2 separate regions of the Mus musculus genome follow, and region 2 is linked to region 1. Evidence: chromatin contacts called from public Hi-C data. All regions are on one chromosome and are shown on one strand. The core of a region is the stretch at or near the end of the contact, and the rest is flanking DNA. Distances in the headings are between cores, read along the strand shown.

The links. A called contact is a pair of places that touch in the nucleus more often than the background predicts.
Region 2: a Hi-C map of cerebellar granule neurons shows a contact between it and region 1, with 3 times the contacts expected there. The contact joins two enhancer-like sites. A contact is called at or near these places in 5 of 484 Hi-C or Micro-C datasets (cerebellar granule neurons, cerebellum, cerebral cortex and 2 more).

The regions. Positions count from the first base shown.
Region 1 is chr3:20,660,312-20,664,645 of GRCm38.p6, forward strand. No RefSeq gene overlaps it. Among named protein-coding and RNA genes, the nearest start is that of Gm31466, 160 kb to the left of the region's middle. Within about 2 kb of position 1,755, at least 34 of the 459 cell types and tissues checked have an H3K27ac peak or open chromatin away from gene starts, as enhancers often do. A contact at or near this core is called in cerebellar granule neurons, cerebellum and forebrain, where this site is marked.
Region 2 is chr3:20,983,822-20,988,155 of GRCm38.p6, forward strand. No RefSeq gene overlaps it. Among named protein-coding and RNA genes, the nearest start is that of Gm31552, 160 kb to the left of the region's middle. Within about 2 kb of position 2,395, at least 38 of the 459 cell types and tissues checked have an H3K27ac peak or open chromatin away from gene starts, as enhancers often do. A contact at or near this core is called in cerebellar granule neurons, cerebellum and forebrain, where this site is marked.

The DNA of each region.
Region 1 (4,334 bases), core at 505-3,004:
TATATAATTTTGAGAAAGGGCATGAGAATATCCAGGAATGGAAGGTCATTAGCTGAAGGCTAAGGCTACTGAGATACCTCATTTGTATTGAGAAGCTTTCCATGTCCTATGCTATGCTATGTGACTGAGTGCCTGTGGTCATCTTGGTTGAGTGTCATGGTTACCTGCTCCAGAGCAGGCATTAGAGGCAGGGAGGGAATATTCCACTCCTACCATTTCAGAGCTCCAAGAGTCCCAGTGTTTGAGCAAGCTCCACTTTACCAGTTCTTATGCTCGTCTGCTGGCATGAACATCGTGCCCTACACACGTGCTGACTGGTCCAGTGGCTTTCCATGTGTATATTAGCACCTTTCACCATCAACGAGTGGAAGAATCTCTCACACACCTAGCATTGACTTCTCCATCTGGGTGATGCAGCCCTTTCCGTGTGTGTCTACTGCACCCATGGCTCAAAGCACTCCAGACTCTATATCTCACATCCCATTTCCTGTTTCCCGAACCTTCCGAGGATGTTCTTTATACTCTTCTCCACTCTAGTTTTTAGCCCCATCCCCTAGTTTTTTAACCTAAATATCTCAAAACTGTTACTGCAGAGCCTTTCCTGACTTTGCTCCTTTTTCCTAGACAGTAATTGAATGGCCTGATGAGGATTTCACTGTCTTGTGTAGTCAGCATTGGTTACTCATATTGAAGCTGTGACCCTGAAGGACAAATATTATATATACATTTGATTCTAAATTTTTAAATCCAAATACATTCCTGGCCCAACACTTATACTTCCTCATCTTGACATGTCTTTTCTGAGCTCAAATGAAGGACACAATCAGAAGAGTAACTGGATCATATTCGGATCTATTCATAAGTGACACTATATATAGTCTCTTACTTTAAACTAGTCTGCTAATTTGTTTCAAGTGGACAATCCACATATTTTCTGTGTTTCTGCTCATTTTCAAAACTGAAAATAACAAGGATATGTTATATTCATCCAAACTAATCACATCAGAATGATCTTTTTACTATTTTGGACCATTGCATTTTATGTCTTGTAAGCTCTGAGAAGGGAGTGACTTTCATGAAACTCATGGATTTTCCCTCAAAGCTGGAAGCAAACCCGAAGTTAAATCTGATAATATCTGAAATTTACAGATGGGAAGAACGAGACCCCATGAACAGTGGGGGTTTTCCTATTGACAGAAATCATTAATAATCAAACTAGGATAAGTGCTTCCGGGCCAACCAGATATTATAGATGCTTGTTTCCTCCAGCAAGATTATTAGATCCTGGGAAAAGAAATGTTATGGAATTGCTGGTGATCCTATAACTGTCAATCAATTCTAGGCCAGGAAATCCAGAAGTTAAGGAGGTGGTTATCTTGCTAGGGAAATTCTAAAAGCCTTCCTGATGAGTTGACATCATAACAATACAGACTGTTTTCACAGAGGGAGGGCTCTGTTTAGTTTGCTTGGAGAGAAGGCAGCAGCAGTACAATTTTGATGTTTCTTGTTCTCCCTCTTCTCTTGAATGAGCAGCAGGCATCTCTCTCCTTCCCCCTCCCCAGGCAGCCCCTAACTCCTGTCAAGATGCACTGACAGTCCTCTGAGATAAATATTCTTATCTTGTCCTAGCCAGCTTCCATCTGGATAAAGGTATCTATCTCATGTAAATATTTCCCAGGCCCCTATCTCTGCAGGACTGAAGTGCTCAATTAGCTATGGACTAAGCCTTTGCAGCAAATGGCACAAATGGTGAACAGCTGCTATGTTTCAGGAGAGGTGAGGTCATCCCTATATATAGAGCCTGGCAAGCTGCTTGTAGCCCTAGCCGCTCTCAGCATGCAAACCACACCTGAGCTATAAGTCAGTCATCTGCCTGGAATGACAGGGTCATGGCAGATCTTTCCTTCTTTGATGGGCAACTCAGAAGGAGATCAAAGTCCTTTACAATTTTTCAGCTCTTTCTCACAACTGCTGCTTACAGCATTTTCTATTACTTTTTTTTTTCCTGCCAGCATTATACATAATAAAAATCATTGCCTACAAAACTGGCTTTATTTTCTTTCTTGATTTTTCTCTTAATAACCTGTGGTTTGACTATAGATAATTTCATAACATATTATCAGGGTACCTATAGAATTGTCACTTATTAGCATCTTGGCAATAAGTCATGCTGTACTTATTACTCTTTCTCCTGTATTTCCTATTACATCATAAAACTCCTTTTTCCTGGCACAGTGTACTAGAATGAATATGTCAAAGTGACTATTCCTAAACCCTTATTAACTCTGATGACCTAATCACTGCTAAGATGGCATGATTGTTGTAGCTTCTACAAAAATCTAGAAACGATGAGACAATCTGCTCTTAGACTCCAGTTGGTTCTCAGTTGGGCTGTAGTTATGACTGTGATGATTGAAAACGGTCCTGAAATAATGCCAAGTGATGGCTAGATCTCCCCATCATTTGATTGATTCGAATTTTCTGTAACTCAGAGACAAGGACAGGACAATTAGTGAATTGTATAAAGCCGGCTACATATATAGACAAGATATACTTGTTACTGGGGGTCTTGCAGTCAATCTAGCTTCAACTACCCTCAACTGTGCACTCTAGAAAACCCACAGAAGCCAGTGAGCTTCTGTTTCATCACCAAGAAAAGAGAGATGACAATCTCCAACCACTTTGCTTCCCTCACAAGGTGAGGGAGATTCTCCTGCAAGAATGTGTTCACAATGTCGTGTCCATTAAACCATCTGGCGAGTGGGGGCAGTGGCTTGAGATATGGCTCAGTGGTTTAGAGAACAAACTGCTTATTCACAGGACCATAGGATCTGACAGTGCCCAAGTCAGACAGTTGTGAACAAGAAAGACCTACCTGAATGGACAACTTCTTTAAGTAAGTTATAAATTTCTGCTGTGGTTCACAACATTCTATCCTCAGTGTAGAGTGCAGAGAGCAGTCCAACATAAGTAAACATATTGCTTACACTAATACGACTGAGTGTTCTTTAGAGGCACAGATGACAGCATGTAAAACTCCCCTGCCACTTCCTTTTGTCTTGCCCACTCCTGTCAGCACTCAATCTGTTTAGGTCATTCAAAGTCACCTAAATTGCTGGTCTGCAGCTAGCTACTTACAGGTAGGAGTGGCGAGAATTCAGCTGATTTCCTATGAACTTCAGCCTGCATTAAATAGACTTTCAAGTTGCTTTAAAATTCTTAGTTTATTCTTAAGGATTCCCCTCCTGGGTTTCTGTGCTCTCTCTATAAAATGGCAATGTGATAAACCCCTCTGCCAAGGCATGGCTGTTGAAAACTCAAGAGTTTTTATTTAATCATGGTGCTGAGTTCCTGTCTAGCCTTGGATATGCTATTTTACATTTCAAATATTCCATCTGTAAAGGATGAAAGGTAATCCTTACTTATCATACAGGGACTTGAAGGATGATAGATGATTTGGTGTTTTAAAGAGCTGTGGACACACTAAGTCCAAAATAACTGATGTTTCAGTTGTCTTTGAAATAACTCAGGGTAGTGGGGACATTTCAAGGTAAAGCACTAGCTAATTGATCTGCTTTGGCATGCTAACTCATTCTCTGGGATTGGAGGAAACCCTTCTCAAATGAATGGGATTTTCAATAGACTTTTTAAACTTATTTAACAAACATTGAAATTCTAGATAGGGTTGGATCCTAGATCAGAATGTAGATGTAAATGTCTATTCCACTGATATTGTATCCATTGCAGAGCATGTCATACTTCAGGACTGTGAAACATAAGTCATGGGAAACATAGATACTTAGTGATAAGTGAACTATATAATATTAGTTATCCATAGGATGCCCTAGGGACAACAGTAAGAGCAACCACCACACTAGAAGTCAGATAAACAATTCTTTCCCCCAAAATGATATTTTTATTAATTATTTGGGGATTTCATGCAATGTACCCTGATTACACTTGTTTCCCTTTCATTCAAGGTCTACCCTCTTACCCTAGTACCTCACAGAAAAACGTGATTATGTTGCCCATATACTCAGAGCATGGTCATACTCTCTTATCCATCAGAGGCATTTAAATTTTAACTGTGAAATAAGATTGCTGTTTCAGACAAGAAAGGAATGGGATATGAATGATTTTATTTGTAGTCTTTCAGGCCTTATTTATTTATTTAATCAATTCTTATAATGAAAACTATGTAATTGGGGCTGGGTTATAGTTTCATAAGTTTAGTCTATCATAAGTTTAGTCTATCACCATCATGGAAGGAAGCATGGCAGCATACATGTAGACATGTTGTTGAAGAAGGAGCTGGGAGCTCTACATCTTGATCC
Region 2 (4,334 bases), core at 1,145-3,644, 320 kb after region 1:
CTCCTATACCAGCTTAAGGAGATGATAATAAGAGTGTCCTGAGGATAAGTACCAATCACCTCTCTCAAGTCCTATATCTAAAGTCTACTATTAGATCACATGGCAGTGGTTATCATACAGACACTAGGGTCTCAATGAGACTTGGAATAAGCTCCCATAATTCAATAACTCATTCATAACTTTGTAAAATAAAAACAAAATTCAAAAAGAAAAATACACATAGTCCAAAATGCAGAATCTCTGCTGGCTTTGCTATAAATTTCCATTGTGGCACAATTAGGAAGCCGACTAAAGAGCACTTTTTGCCTTGCCTTTCTTAAAAGCACAATTTTACATGAAAAGAAAATAGTGTAATATTTCATCTCCAGTTTTCAGGGAAGCACTGTGGAGACTGCTGTTAACTGGTTTGGTCAAGCAGACAGGCAGCCTCACTGATTAGTCCCCCCTGATGTGTGGGAGTGACAAAACTACAATCACAGTACATTGCAGGAAGCTGTAGTGTCCCTGCTTTAACTGTGCCTCCTAGAGAGTTCAAGTGTCTGTAAATATTTTGCAGATCCTTAGGGAGAAGTGTTAGCCTTCCAAGAAAGAGCAGAGAGAGACTGCCCTTGCCCTAGTTTCTGTGAACAGATGAGGCTTGCTTTCTTACATACAGAAACTTCTATTTGATTAATCCCTGCTGTACCCGTTGTGATCATAAAAAGAGAAAGTGCTATATGAATATGTTCTGACAGGGTGTGGGGGAAGGGGTGCCTCAGCGACCCCTTGAAAGACCAACCACCGGACAGTATAGTACAGATTAGAATTTATTTATGGAATGGGGAGGGGATTTAAGAGGGTAGCAGAGGCAAAAAGAGGTATAGAGAGGGAGAGAATAGAGACATAGAGGCTGGCCATGGCCACATGGAGAGAGGGGGAAAGGGAATGGGTAGAGAGGGGGAGCAAGAGGCAAGAGAGCAGGAGAGAGAGAGGAGGGGGCAAACAGCCCCTTTTATAGTGGGCCAAACCTACCTGGCTGTTGCCAGGTAATTGTGGGGAGGAGCATACCTGGCTGCTGCTGTGGAGTTTAGACAGAATATCAACAGTACCCATTCTTCATGGTGTGTGTGTGTGTGTGTGTGTGTGTGTGTGTGTGTGTGTGTGTGAGTGTGTGTTCATGAATCTGAACATGTGTGTGGAGGTAAGAGATCAACCTCAGAAGTGTTCCTGAGTTGTTAGTTCTTCACATTGTATTTTGAAGAAGGATCCTGAAACTCTCCAGTTCAGCTGGGCTAGCTAACCAATAAGTCTCAGTGATCCATTTGTGTCTGTTTCTCAGTGCCTGGGTTTGTAGCAGCATCATTGTATCCGGGCTCTTTTTGATGTGGGCCCTGGGAATCAAAGCCAGGCTTTCATAATTTAGTGGTAATAACTTTATAGATTAAGCCATATGCTGACCCCATATTTCTTCATATATCTTTCTGTGGTGTATGCAAAAGAAAACCATTCTTCTGACACTTATTCTTCATCCCAGGATGTTCAGAAAAATCACAAACTCTCCTTGATTGAGTCCTCCATGAGCTCAGTTTGGATTTTGAATCCAGGCTACTATAAAGGAGAAACAAGTCTGAAGGTGCGGAGGCAGCAACATCATCTGCCGTGCAGCACTTTGCCATAGCTGGCCCTCCAATTCTACCTTGACTTCCATTTCTACACTGAAATAGAAATGTAGTAATTACTATCCAAGGTTGAGTTCTTTCTGATCATCTTGCCACTTAGCAAGTTTTGCCCCATGTTTTTCTTCCAGATATTGGGTATGCAACTTTTGAGAAGAGTAACTAGAAACTTCAGGGCCTGTGAATATGCATCTATACACAAAGTTTTCTGTAAATGCACTGTTCATTTTGTGCAAACCTTCTGTTCATGTTCTATTTGATTAACGAGAATAATCAAGCATCTAAATAAAAATCATTGTGTGTTACCACTTGAGAGTGTTTAACCTAGTCCTAGACAGCTTGGGAGGCTGGCAAAAGGCAAGATGTACTGGGCTGGGGAATATCCAGGCAGGCACAAAGGGACCCGTGTGCCATTTATGCCAGTCCATTTTGCTAGGATGCCAGTTCAATCTCATTAGAGCAAGATTCTTTCCAAGTTGAGATGAAGTGTTGAAGAGGTTTAACAGTGGCTCCTAATTTTGAATGCTAAAGAAAAATCAGAGTGAGAAGGCTGCCTTCTGGAATCACCTTGAATGACTTGCCCATGGAGCCTCCTCCCAATTCTATTACTAAAAGAGCCATGTGGGTCTATTTCTCTGTGCTTTCCTCTTCCATACTTGACAGCTGGGAGGTATAGAACCTTTCCAATTATTTGTGAATCACTTGGCTGTTCCCCAGGTGCAATGCTGGAAGGTCTGGGAGATTTTATGTGCTAATCAGTGCTGATTTGGAGCAAAGCCAGCCCAGGGAGAGCTTGTGCCCTTTTAGAAGTGAAAAGCTACATTTGCCAAGGACCGAAGTTCGAGAGGAAAAGTAAAAGCTTTCTGAATCCTCCCCTTCACAAAATAAGAAACATCACTGACACCTCATTTAAGGACAACATCCCACTGTTTCTTCTCCATTTCTGTTTCCCCACTAAGCTTCAGTTTATTGCCTCATTATGTGCTGGGAACATGAAAGCTGACAAGGAGATAGAATTCTAGATCAGCAGTTTCCTGAGCCCATCCCCCAACTCCCTAAGTCCTGCTCCCCTCCTCCTCCTGGCATCCCTCTTCTTTTCTTCTTCCAGATCTCCTGCCTCCTGCCTGCAGCTCTCTTACTGCTGCCTGGCAACCGCACTACAGGGGATGTCACACAGGATTGCTTATTAGAGCTTCAGAGAAATAAACATGAAGGGAAACATTCTGGGTGATACATTAGAACTGCTATGTGCAAGGGCACAAAAGCCAGGTAATTCCAGGAGTGATACTTAAGTAGAATTTTGCACCATGGTGCCTAGGTCTTTCCAGGACTCCTGACATGGGCAGAAGAAAGTGGGAGGAGAAAAAAGATAAGAGGGCTAAAAAAGCTATCTATGGCTTTTAATAGATAGATAGCTTTTAATTGGCTATGTATTAATTATAACCATTATGTTGGCTTATACCTCAAGAATAATTATGTCTGAGCTTTAAGAACTTAACAAAAATGTTGCAGTCATCATTTGAAAGAGACAATGAGCCTGTGCAAAACCTGGCTCTGCAGTCCCCATGCTAATCTCCACTCTTAGAATTGTTGTGTACCTAGCTTTAGCAGGACCAAAGAGAGCCCAATCTAAAGTCTGGAAGGGGGCCAGGACACACAAATTCTGCAGGACCATTCGTCTGCAAATAATGAGAGTCTTTTGTTCTTCAGACATTTGCCCAGTTCCATTGCTTGCAGCCTCAGACACTGACTGAACACATTCTTTGTGCCACCTACTAGGTACAGTGACCAGAACAAAAGACCTGCTGAACTTCCTAGGTATCACATTATCACAGCAACTATTTGACAATTAAATTACTAAAACTCCAGTAAAGAACAAAGTAGTAAAGCCTGCATTCCACTCTGGGCTGTCTGTCTCTCTGCATCAGGAATGTTTTTTTATCAGTGCTCTTTTGGGTCAGGTCACATCTATTTGGCCCTGCAAGGGAAGAAAGGAAGCAGGTTTCCGCCTTGATAAGCTTCCTGCATTTGTGGCACAGGCAAGACAAACATGGAAGTGAAGTGTGAATCTCCAAAACTGTGGTCTCACCTTTAACCCAAATGTAAAGTCCTTCTGGGTCCCAGGTCCCTATCCCTTGACTCTTAAAAATTGCCAGGAATAGTGTTTATTTACTGGGTTAAGTTGACTGTAAATTTTAATGAAGACCCACTTTCTGAAATTCCCTTTCCCTTCATATGATATTGAAATCATGGTGCTACTGTGTGAATGGCCAGGTACAATGAGATGGCTTAATATTCTAATCAAGATGGACAGAGAACTACTATAACTTGGAAAAGGGGCCCTTCAGAAAATGGTGTCAGTGGTGAATTTGGTATGGGATTAGAATCAATGTCTCTCACCAAAGAAATTAGAATTAAGAAGTAGGGACTAGTGTCTGGTAACTAAATGAGGTTCTGTGTTTGGTGTTCTGAAATGTTCTACGTGCTCAGAATGTGCAAATAGAATAGAAATGGAAGAGTCAACTATCAAGGCAAACAGACAGGCCCAGAAGACATGAGCAACATGGTAAGTCCCAGCCTCCTCTTTATGTTTCAGCTAGCAAACTGGAATATTCGCCTCAGATACCGATTAGCACATTCTGAGAGTGGGTGGACTCTTCTATGCCCTGTTACAGGTGT